Linked DNA regions of Sus scrofa: region 1 is linked to region 2. The links are chromatin contacts, called in public HiChIP or PLAC-seq maps. All regions are on one chromosome and are shown on one strand. The core of a region is the stretch at or near the end of the contact, and the rest is flanking DNA. Distances in the headings are between cores, read along the strand shown.

Evidence for each region. HiChIP or PLAC-seq counts read pairs in DNA pulled down with a chosen protein or histone mark.
Region 1: a contact with region 2 is called in an H3K27ac HiChIP or PLAC-seq map of skeletal muscle. The contact joins two enhancer-like sites. A contact is called at or near these places in 2 of 2 datasets of contacts at active chromatin or transcription factors (alveolar macrophages and skeletal muscle).

Annotation. Positions count from the first base shown.
Region 1 is chr1:98,648,010-98,654,489 of Sscrofa11.1, forward strand. The region is part of intron 16 of DYM (dymeclin); the gene reads right to left. Among named protein-coding and RNA genes, the nearest start is that of SMAD7, 110 kb to the left of the region's middle. Within about 2 kb of position 4,827, at least 7 of the 83 cell types and tissues checked have an H3K27ac peak or open chromatin away from gene starts, as enhancers often do. A contact at or near this core is called in skeletal muscle, where this site is marked.
Region 2 is chr1:98,362,277-98,368,084 of Sscrofa11.1, forward strand. All of the region lies in intron 9 of CTIF (CBP80/20-dependent translation initiation factor), which reads left to right. Among named protein-coding and RNA genes, the nearest start is that of TRNAD-GUC, 140 kb to the left of the region's middle. Within about 2 kb of position 1,710, at least 10 of the 83 cell types and tissues checked have an H3K27ac peak or open chromatin away from gene starts, as enhancers often do. A contact at or near this core is called in skeletal muscle, where this site is marked.

The DNA.
Region 1 (6,480 bases), core at 3,577-6,076, 290 kb after region 2:
AAGTTCAGTCCTTATTAGCTGGGTGACTTGAGACAAATCTTGTACCATCACTCAGACCAAAGCTCTCAAAAGATGAGTTTACTCTATGCTGAGATTCTGAATTTAACAGATTTTGAATTCTATTTCACAGGGTTGTGACAATCAAATGAGATGAGCCATGTAAAAGTGCCTTCTAAAGAACCTGACCCAAAAACTATTTATTAACAGCTCAATAAATGTTGGCTGTTAATACTGACATTAAAGTGATCTGCAAATGTAATAAGGTATGCTCTTATTTTAGCACTTTCAGCAATCAAATCCAAAGACTAGAAATACCATCCCTGGCCTGGTCCTAACCTATTTCTCTTATTCCACCCAACTAGACACTTTCTACTTGGCAACACTGTTTCCTGTTATTATAACAGAAACATAAAGAACCTGAGCCTCCCCACGTGAAAACCTAGGAACAAGTGCTGACAAATGGCCTAAAAGGGACAGACTCATCTTCATTAGCACTTTTTTTTTTTCCTTTCTTTTTTTAATGGCTGCACCTGTAGCACATGGAAGTTCCCAGTCTAGGGATCAAACTGAAGTTGCAGCTGCCGGCCTACGCCACAGCCACAGCCACAGCCACGCTGGATCTGAGCCACATCTTTGACCTACGCCGGAGCTCATGGCAACCCCAGATCCTTAACCCACTGATTGAGACCAGGCATCAAACCGCATCCTCATGTATACTATGTCGGGTTCTTAACCTATTGAGCCACAACAGGAACTCCTTCATTAGCATTTTTAAAGAATAAAGTTCTGTCACTGAAAAAAGGTAGGTTCTAAAAAGCTATAGAGTCATCATTTGTTGAATAGTGAGTTACATTAAGAAACTCATAGCTTCATATCTGCGTATAGTCCTGTGGCGGGACTCGACTCGAAGTGGGGATCGGCCCCGAGGAAAGCTTATGGGGCTGCGGTGGTGTTGACAGAAGGGCCACTTCTAAGCCGTGTTTGACATCAGCGTCACAATCTCCCTGCATGATTCTGGGGCGTGTTCAACAACCTCCAACGAGCAGCCTGGGGTGTGGCTGGATGGGGGCTGGAGTGGCTGAGGACTGGCTATTAACCAAGCCAATATAACAAAGCACAAAGTAGAGAGCCTCCTCTTTCCTGCAATGAGTTGTTTTTAAGACAGTGTACTGGGAACGTTTTAAAAAGGTGACTAAGAGGCATAAGTCATAAGAGGGCTTTGCAAACACTAGTCAGTGAACCAGACTGAATGTGTATGCAGCCTCTTGGTGTGACTACCTGTGTCCAAGCTGCATTGAATATGGCACCCCCTGAACAGGGAGCTATTTAGCCAGAGAGAGAACCCACCCGGGTTTAGAGTGAAACAGACATTCTTGGAGTTCCCCTGTGGCTCAGTAGGTTAAGGATCTGGCGTTGTCACTGCTGCGGTGAAAGGGTTCAACCCCTGGCTCAGGAACTTCTGCATGTTACAGGTACAGCCAAAAAAAAAAAAAAAAAAAAAAAAAAGAAAAGAAAAGAAAAGAAAAAGAAATATGCATTTCTTTTAAAAAGAAAAATAAAAAATATGTGTTCCTCTAATACTCTTAGAAGTCTGAGAGCTAAGGAAAAGAAAGACAAAAGGGTTTTTTTTTGGCCTTTTTAGGGCCACACCTGAAGCACATGGAGGTTCTCAGGCTAGGGGTTAGATCGGAGCTGTAGCTGCCAGCCTACACCACAGCCACAGCAACATGGGATCCGAGCCTTGTCTGTGACCTTCACCACAGCTCACGGCAACACCAGATCCTTAACCCAATGAGCAAGGCCAGGGATCCAACCTGCGGGCTCATGGATGCTAGTCAGATTTGTTTCTGCTAAGCCACAATGGGAACTCCCAAAAGGTTTTATTTAGCACTGGACACTGGGGACACATTTTGTCAGGATTCAGTCCAAAAAATGTCATATTCTAAATGTCAGATCAGCAACCTAGAAAGAGTCACTCTTCCCTTTATGTTCTTTTCAAGCCTGTGGGGAGCGATAATGCATCCTGTGATGGCTCAGCCAAGTCCAGCCTCCTCGCTCAAGCACCTTCACTCCTGACTTGGCCAGTGATGCCCAGGCCACAGGGCATTCCTGGGTCCTCACCTTTCTACCCCATCTTCTCTCCCGCCTCCTCGGTCCCCTTGTGGGCTCCAGCCAGTGACAGCTGGGTGGATGCACCTGAGGACCACTAAAGCTCTGGGCAGGTGGAGGAAGAGCTCAGGGGGGATGGCGGCTTTGTTTCCACAGACTGCATCTGGAAGGGGCCAGCAGGGGGCAGGTTTCCGCCCCTCTCTTTCCAAGACAGTTGTCTTGTGACTCAGCTCAATGAGGAGGGAAAAACCCATCTCTCAAGCCTGGAGCTTGGTCTCAATCCAAAGCTACTTACAACAATCTTGTTGTTTTGATTTTTGGAGCCAGAGGTAATGCTAGACGCTCGAATTTGGCCGGAATGTTTTTATCAGCTCCAGTGAATCAACCCACCACAGTGGGACATCCGGACGCCCGGCCCAGAGACAAAGCAAAGGTCTGATTTGGTGGTTGAGACTCGGGTATAACAAGCAGACCAAAAGCTTTAAAGACTGTCTCTGCTGTCAGCCATGTGATCTGGTGAAAACCCACAGGAAGTTCAGCAAACAGATGTAGGGCTCAACTGCAATAACTATATTACCACAAAAGTTCAATGGCGTTTTTCCTCTTCTACCTAAAGATTATATAGATAGCATTAGAAACGCCAGCAAGCACTGACATGGCTCCAAGAGTGCTTGGTGCAATTTAAAATCAAATAGCTAGATAACACATTAAAAAAAAAAATTCCTGAAAAGACTGTATCAAGCCTCTAAATAGGCAAGTGACTGGTGATGGTCAGTAGCGAGGTGGCCTGTCACTGCTGGGAGATGGGGTGGGACAGACGAGGAGAGCTCCTACAATGCACGAAGGGGCTACTGTGGGCAGGTTCTGCACAGCTGGAGAGTAAACTGGTTTCAAGATTCTGTCTTAAAAAGATATCAAGGTAGGCATTTTACAGGCGATTATTTTATCCAGGGGTGATGTTGGATGATGAACCAGTTTCCCTAGTATTTCTTCCCTATTTTTCTTTTCTTTTTTTTTTTTTTTTTTTTGGTCTTTTTAGGGCTGCACCCAAGGCATGTGGAAGTTTCCAGGCTAGGGGTCGAATCGGAGCTACAACTGCCAGCCACAGCCACAGCCACACGGGATCCAAGATGCATCTGTAACCTACACCACAGTTCACGGCAACTCTGGATCCTTAACCCACTGAGCGAGGCCAGGGATCAAACCCGTACCCTCATGGATACTGTCCGGTTTGTTACCACTGAACCATGATGGGAATTCTTCCTCCCTTCTTTTACTCTGTGTTAATACTGGGTCCTTCAACTAAACGTTGGTGAGCGCCAACTATCTATGAAGCACTGTGCTTGAGGCTGCAGAGGAAAGAGGAATAGCTGTTGCTCCTCTAACGGGGGTATGATTTAGCAGGAGGCAGAACGTGACACAAGATGGAAGAACAATGCTCAGGAGAGGTGTTCTCCCAGGCAGACTGGCTAACACTGGGCTTGGAAGACTGCTGGTCGGCTTTGAAGAGCAAGCTCCAGGAAAAGAATCCATATGATCAACTCAGCTCAATTATGGTCTGAACAAGGAGGCCACGGCCTACTCTTCTATGCATAATGGAATGTGCTGCTGATGGATCACATATTATTACCTAACTTGATAAGCAAAAGATAAGCACTGGCCTACGAATAACAGCACTGCTGACCGTGGAGCAGTTCCATTTTATGCAAATTCGTTTCAAAATTAGTGAAAAACCTAAATTCAAAATACAGAAGATTATAGAGGGCTATTTATTAAAAGTTACAAATGAGGAAATACAAAGCTAGAAGGAAGAAGTCCACCATGAGGAGGCTCGGAGGGCAGTCACGATACCTTGCATACCTAAGAGCATGATGGCCGGCCAGGCAGCGGGGACCTCACGGACCTCTCTGGGCAGTAAGTTATCACCAAAAAGGGAGCTACAGGGTGAGCACACACCCCTATCCTGAAAGCTCAGGCTGGGCGACCGCACCTCCCTCTCAGGACCTTGTTTTGCCATCTCTGAGGATTACGAGCCACACTAATGGCTTCTGTGACTAGGGGCAAAACAGAAGGATACAACAGAAGGTTGCAGCCGCACCTGTGATGAGCCCTCCACAAACTCACCATCACGCCATCAGCCAGAATCTGAGATCCATGTGAGTCAGAAGTCTGCGTGAATGTCCCCGTCAGACCCTTCTCTCACAGGTCCAGGTTAAGGGGTTCCTGAGGAGGAGCAGGTCTTCAGTTTTAAATTTCTCTCTCTTTTCTGGGGGCTGATAGGGTGGCCTGGAGGAGGAGGAAGAAAGGACAGGCTCTCCTGCTGCAGGGGGAGTTTGAGAAAGGCCCTGACAGATGGGTTCTGCCCTGCAGGGGCAGGACGGGTGGCAGGGAGGGAGCTGGCGTTGCATGTCCAGAGGCCCTTGTGAGCCAACAGAGAGGCCAGCGTCTCACCTGTGGGCCTGGCCAGTCATGTGGGACCAGCGCACAGCAAGGCTGGTGGCTGGAGACACTGCTGGAAAGACAAGGAGAGGGGGGGTCTTGAGGGTCAGGATAACAAGTCTGTTTATTTGGAGAGACTAGAGTTGAGAGAACAGGTAGGCTAGGGATAGATATTTCCAATTTAAAAGTCATTGGCTCTGAGATGGCAACTGACGTTGCCAAGTGTGTCAACTCCTCAAGAAGACTGAATGCAGCACTGAGTCCAGGCCCTGTTTCAAAGGCAAACCAATTGCAATACTGAAGGCTGGGAGGGAGAGAACGTTTTGATCCCACAGTGGGAGATGAAGGGCAACAGCAGAGAATTTACTGGCAGAACTTCCTGTGCTGAAAGTGAGCCCAGAGGGGGAGCCACAGATGATTGGAATTGCTGGTCCTTCCTGCAGTGCGGACTCAGATATCTGGCCAAGAGAGTGAGAGCCTGGAGAAAGAAAGGCATTCCTGGGAGTTCCTGTTGTGGGTCAGTGGAAATGAATGTGGCTAGGATGCATAAGGATTCAGGTTCAATCCCTGGCCTTGCTCAGTGGGTCGGGGATTGGGTGTTGCCATGAGCTGTGTTGTAGGTCAAAGACGAAACTCGGATCCCACATTGCTGTAGCTGTGGCATAGGCTGGCAGCTATAGCTCTGATTTGACCCCTAGCTTGGGAACTCCCACATGCCACCGGTATGGCCCTAAAAAGCAAAAAAGAACGCATTCCTACAAAAAAAAAAAATTCTAAGTAGAATCTAAGCTCCATAAGGGCAGTGTTTTTTTTTCCTACGGATATGTCCCCTCAGTGCTAGAATATCGTTAGGTGCTTAAGAGATACTTGCTCAGTGAGTGAACAAAGGACTAAACCAACAAAGAGGTAAAAATTGCTGTTTGTAGAAAAACTCAAGAGGTATGGGAGGAAAAAAGAGTTGGGAAAACTGAGTCCTGCTCACTAAGTGAGTTAGTGGAATAACTGCCCAAATTTATTTGGGATAAAATGAGCCAAATTAAGCCTATGTCCCTTTCAGAAGCAAATGCACTGACTTACTGGGGCTTGGGGGGGAGGGCAATACTTCAAGACTAATAGATTAATTTACTTCTCAAATTGCCTGTTTTCCTTACCATCGCCTTACTGCCGGTATAGTCTCACATGGGAAAATCAGATCATGGATAATGAATGATGTTGATGTAGGTGGTCATGGTCCTATTTTATATTTCAATATCCATCTAACTATGGAAGACAAAGTGAGCCCATCCACGTGCACTAGTCATGACCCGATGCCTGGTAGGTAAACTGAGACAAGCTCCATTTTTATTGAGTCCTTCACTTACTCTTGTCAAAACTGCAATATGGGTTTTGGAGTTCCCGTCGTGGCTCAGTGGTTAACGAATATGACTAGGAACCATGAGGTTGTGGGTTCGATCCCTGGCCAGGCTCAGTGGGTTAAGGATCCCGAGTTGCCGTGAGCTGTGGTGTAGGTTGCAGACTCGGCTTGGATCCCACGTTGCTGTGGCTGTGGCATAGGCTGGCGGCTACAGCTCCGATTCGACTCCTAGCCTAGGAATCTCCACATGCCTAGGGAGCAGCCCAAGAAATGGCAAAAAGACAAAAAAAAAAAAAAAAAAAAAAAAAAGACTGCAATATGGGTTTAAAAAAAAAAAGTGGGGGGGTGTGAGTGTGTGTGGTATGACCTCAAAATCTAACAGTTAAACCCTAACTACAGTGTCTGTGATAATATTTCTTTACACTTTTCAGATTATTTTTTCAGATTAATATGTAAATTAGGTGGGAGATAAAGATTTAGAGAAAGATTCTAAATCATGTTTAGACAAATTCTGGCAGAACAAGGATCTTTGCTGTGTCTGGAATGTCCATGCTGGGAGTTACAGGTGGGTGACATGT
Region 2 (5,808 bases), core at 460-2,959:
TGGGGATCAAGCCTGGGAATATTGAGTTCCAGCCACCAAGTTTTCTTTAGGGCTGTGGTCCTCCGCCTAGCTGTTCCCGTGTTAGAATCACATGGGGAAACACTTTACATACAGGTGCCAGGGGCTCTCCTCCAGCCCAATTGATTTCAAAACTCCAGGGATGGACCTGGATGTTCTTTATTGAAGAACTTTCCAGGAGTTCCTGTTGTGGCTCATCGGGTTAAGAACCCGACCAGCATCCATGAGGATGCATGTTCGATCCTTAGCCTCACTCAGTGGGTTAAGGATCCAACATTGCCGTGAGCTGTGGTATAGGTTGAAGACATGGCTTGGATCCCATGTTGCTGTGGCTGTGGTATAGACTAGCAGCTGCAGCTCCAATTCGACCCCTAGCCTGGGAACTTCCATATGCCGCAGGTGTGGCCCTAAAAAGACAAAAAAAAAAAGGACTTTCCAGCTGATTCTGCAATGCAGTAGGCTGAGCATCATTGTTAGGAAGATCCTCCAGAGATACCCCAACTGTGCCGCCATTGTCACATACCAACCCACTAGCCCCGCCCTTGTGAACCAGGCAGGAAACTCGGACCAGGGATTGGACTCTGCTGAGCAATGCAGAGGATTCAGAGCCCAAGCTGGGAGAACATCAAAGCAGAAGATGAGGGCAGCCCAGCCTCAGTTTCCCCTCTGTGCAGGGAGGGAGCTGGGCTGGACCATCTCAGGGGGCCTTTCTTAGGCACCTTACTGTTCTGAGATCCCTCCTGGAAACCCTCTGCGTTCACCACACTCACCAGGGGGCCAGAGCTGCGTCTCCTCCCCTGCTAGCTCCATTTCTGCTCTCAGCAACTGCCCCCTGACCCTGGGTTCGCTTTCCTTTTTCTTGGCCTCAGACATTTGTTGGATCACCTATCACGTGTTGTAGGAAAAGGGCCGCGCTCACAACTCAGGTCGAAAGGTGGGGGCCCCCATAAAGCTGAGGATGTGATCCGTTTCCCTGACTAGCCTGCCGCATGCCTCCCGACTGCCAGCCGCATGTTTGCAGGATCCCACATTGATGGATTCTGACTTCCAGGAGATCGTGGGCTGCCCACAGCCCCCAGGTTACAGAAGTCACCAAAACACTGCCTTGATCTTCACCAGGGAATTGTGGCATGATGAGGGGGAGGGGGCTCTGGTTTCACAGCGAGGTGAAGAATGAGTGTGCCTCTTTTTATGGGACCTTTGGAATGATAAGAATTGGAGGCCTGCGCCCCCTCCACCCAGCTCTGCCCCGTCACCACCCTGGGCCCTCCGCTCTGGGCTCAGGGAGTGCTCCTTTGCCGAGATATGCTTGGGTAGTGTAAGTTCAAGCCCTCCTCTGTTGAAATGTGTGTGCCCTGTTTAGCCAAGAGGTGTCTGCATCTGAGCTATGCAGAGCAAAGTATTATTAGAGCAGGCATCAGTGTGTCTGTAACTGAACCCAACTCTCCCTAGCAACCGTTGTCAACAACACATCTAACAGAAGGAGGCAATACCTTTTTTTGAAAGAAAAAAAAAAAAAAGAACCCCTCATCTCACCAAGTTGTAAACACAGCAGGGCTGTTGTGAAAAGACAACGCAAAATCAGAACCTGGCATGTGACCAGATTTTAAAATAAATTGCTCTCTACCAGGACCTTCTAGAAGACTGCCTCTTACAAAGCTGACCTAGAGCTAGAAAATGGATTGACTCTTCAGAGTTTCAAGCTGGGTCACCACTAAGCATTATGTTTGGGGCTTTTGATACATCGAAACTCATTGAGTGGTGACAGGAGCTCCATGGTGCCAGGGGTCTCTGGGAGTGATTTTTTTTTTTTCTGCTTTTTAGGGCCATACCCATGGCACATGGAGGTTCCCAGGCTAGGGGTCCAATTGGAGCTACAGCTGCCGACCTGTGCAACATGGGATCCAAGCCTCGTCTGCAATCTACACCACAGCTCGTGGCAACACCAGATCCTTAACCTGAGCATGGCCAGGGATCGAACCCACAACCTCATGGTTCCTAGTGAGATTCGTTTCCACTGCACCACCATGGGAACTCCTCTGGGAGTGATTTTAACTGTAGGTTTCAGCCCTAGAAGGTGCATTCAAGACTTTCTGGTTTGGCTGCCCCCTCGATGAATCAAAATGCACCCTGGGAGTTCCTATTGTGGCTCAGTGGTTAGCAAACCCGACTAGCATCCGTGAGGACATGGGTTCGATCCCTGGCCTCGCTCAGTAGGTTAAGGATCTGGCATTGCTGTGAGCTGTGGTGTAGGCAAGCGGCTACAGCTCCGATTCAACCCCTAGCCTGGAAGCCTCCATATGCCTCAGGTGCGGCCCTAAAAAGACAAAAAAAAAAAAAAAAAAAATGCACTCTACGTCTTCAGGGCTTGTAGAACCCATCCACCCCTCTCCTATCCTTTTTCTCTCATCTCTGCCCCTGTCTTGGTCCCATATTCACTGGCTTGGGCAGACGGACCGAGCTATTCCTTGAACTCAATTCATAAAAGGGAAGCTCCTTATCTCCCAGGTGTCTCCAGGAGACAGGATTCAGGAAAATCAAAAGTTGTTCCTCTTTACCCCAAACTGGAGTTCCTAACCCCAGTCTTTTACAGAAGGAGAGAGGAGATGGACAAACATTGAGTCAGGGGATTCTAACCAGCTCTGAGTTGTAAGTTTCTTGAGGTCAGGAATCCTGGCTGTGTGGTCATTGGTCCCCTGCTGCTGGCATCATGGTATATCCTGGTATAGAGTGGGTGCTCAACCAGGGCCTGTAGGTGGCAGGGACACAGCCCTTAGCCTTAGGTACCATTGCTTCCCGGTGTGAGATGGGCATCTCCATTCTCCTGAGCACTTTCCAGCCAGGAATCATCCCCCACGTTTACAGATGAGACAGTGGCTCAGCAAGACTACAAGCCTTACCCAAAGTCATGGGGCCAAACTGGGTTCGGTCCAGCACCCCAAGTTCTTAGCTCCCATGCCACCCCCACTCCCAGATAGGGTGTAAGGGTCAGAAAGTTGGGGAAATCAGGAATCCATCTCATGAAGCTATCAGCGGGGATTTCAAAATCCGTCTTCCTAGAAGAATCCCACTGGGTTTCCAATTGTCTCTGGGTCTCTGGGCTTTCCAGGCCAAGGGAGGGCTGACGGTGTCTGAGGAAGCACCTCTCCATCTGCTATATGCAGATGAACCGCACATCTGTTCTTCCTGAGACTGGCTCTCCCCTCGCACCCTGTCCCTCAACCCTGAGCTCCGCCCTAACTCCTGCACGCCCACCGCTGAGCCGATGTGCACTCCAGGCATGTAAACTAATTTTACTGTTGGCCCAAGCCAGGCATACCCAGGGATAGAAGCACATTGTTCTGCGCATTCCAGAGCCTGAGCAAAGCCCTGGGCTGTACCCACCCCAAGCTCCTCTCCACTGGTTGCTAGAAATCAAGAGGGGAGGAAGCGAAGGGCTAGTGGGCAATGCAAGCAATGCTCCCCATGGGCAAGTTATGGAGGGTGGTTTTGGAGGTCCACCGAAGGTCTCTTTTTCTTAGAAAATGTTGCTCCGTGGGCACCCTGTGAGTCATTGGTGCACTTGCAGGCAAGGGCCAGGCAGAGCAGGCACACACATTCCCCGACGGTGGGCTCCAGCAGGCTTGCCTCACATGGCCTGTCACAGGAGCTTGGCCTGCATAGGAGTCCATGGCAGACACAGCTCCCCCACTGGGGACAGCGATGCCTGGCTGGTACCCAGGCTCTTAGCACCCCCCGACCAGAACCAGGGGGAGGCGGGGGGAGGGGATGGGGCTGTGCCACCTGCCCAACTTGTTGCCCCCCCTTGCTTTGGAATGAGTGAATTTTACCTTCTTCCTTCCAATCTTCATATCTTCCTCTCAACAAACACTCATCAAGGAGTTCCTGTTGTGGCTCAGCGGGAACGAACCCAGCTAGTATCCATGAGGATGCGGGTTCAATCCCTGGCCCCACTCAATGGGTTAAGGATCTGGCGTTGCCGTGAGCTGTGGTGTTAAGTCGCAGACACGGCTCAGATCTGGTGTTGCTGTGACTGTGGTGTAGGCTAGCCGCTGTAGCTCTGATTAGACCCCTAGCCTGGGAACTTCCATATGTTGCAGGTTCAGTCCTAAAAACAAACAAAAAACAACACTCGTTGAGCACCTGCTATGTACAGCGTGCCGTGCAGGAGCCATGTGTGTGCGTGTGTGTGCGCGTGCGTGTGTGTGTGTGTGTGTGTGTGTGTGTGTGTGTGTGTGTGTGTGTGTAAGAGAGACAGAGAGAGAGATCTGCCAATCCTCCCTCTCTTCTCGTCTTCCTTTACTTTGTGCTGATGGGGACACTGTCCCAAGTCTAAGGGGACCCAGCTGGAAGGGGATTCTTACTCAAGAACCCGGCTGGAAGGTTTCAAGTCAGGTTCTTCTGACTTGGTGGGGGCACAGTGGCTTCCAAAAATGGTCACTCTAAGGCCCCTTTGAGAACTTTGGAATGCCCCGTGGGACAGAAGCAGTCTGTGACTGGAACAGGAAAGAAAAAAGCATTTTGCTTTTTTTTAATCTGAAAATAAGCAGAGGAAAAACAAATATCAGTCCTGGAAGAAGCCCAGGATGGCAGGCTGCCAGGCAAGGTTTTCTCATGGGAGGCTCTGTCCCGAGGTGTCTTGGGGGCCAAGACTGTCTGAGTCATCTTCGTGTCCACCACCATGCCCGCACAGCAGGTATTCGGCAAGCATCAGATGCTGCTCCCTGGAGCTTCAGCCCATGGGGACCAAGATGTGGCGGTCAGGTGCCAGGGCAGCAGAAAGGATGCACAGTGTCCTTCTCCTCCCAGCTCTGGTGGGGAGCTTTACCCAGGGCAGGAATTGTTTCACCATCGCCCATGTTCCTTGCCAGGCACACCCTCACCCCCCACCCCGGCTTCATTTTCCCCCGTTAATTCCCCTGATAGAACTTGGCCGGGCACTCCCCTGTCTGAGGCTGCCACGTCGAGGCAGGCCCTGCAGATAAGTGGGTTATCGGAGAAGGCAGCTCGGGTGTCCCGGGCTCCAGAGGGTCACCCCTGGCTGGCTGGCAGCTCACCCCCAGCTCCTCCTCCCCCTGCCCCTCCTCAGAGCCAGGCCAGCAGGACACAGCAGTTCCTTTGCCGCAGCTCAGCAAGTGGCCAGCCCCCAGCCGCCGCCGGGAATCTGAGCTATGTTAAGCCACCCCAGATCGCTGCATCGCTGCCCTGCCCGGGCACGGCCGGCCCAGACAGGGCGCCTCTACCTGCCGCAGCCGCCGCTGGAAAGCTGGCACCGCCTGGGCTGATGAAAAAAAAATCTCCCTGCGGGTTATGTAACTGCTCACCGCCCTGTCCCTGACTCCCTAGGGAGGCCCCCAGCCACAGGGATAGCAGTGGCCCCTGGGCAGGGAGGGGACACAGAGGGTCATCCTTTCAAAGGGAAGCAAATAGTCTTGAGTGATTCCCCAAGGTCTTTCTCTGGACTCAGGGTCCTCAACGCCCCAAGGAGTCTGGCATTCCCTATAAAAGCTCGAAGAGCACGATGGCCTGACCAAAGCACTAACTAATCCAGCAGAGTGAGGAAGCCTTATCAGGAAAACTGGACTCCAAGGAGAGGTTAAAGAGAGAAGGTTTCATTGTTGGCTTGTTCGATTTGGTTTTTTTATTTTATTTTTAAATTTTTTGTATTTTTTGATTTTTAGGGCCACATGTATGGCTATGGAAGTTCCCAGACTAGGGGTCTAATCAGAGCTATAGCTGCCAGCCACAGCCACAGCCACAGCAACACAGGATCTGAGCTGTGTCTGCGAC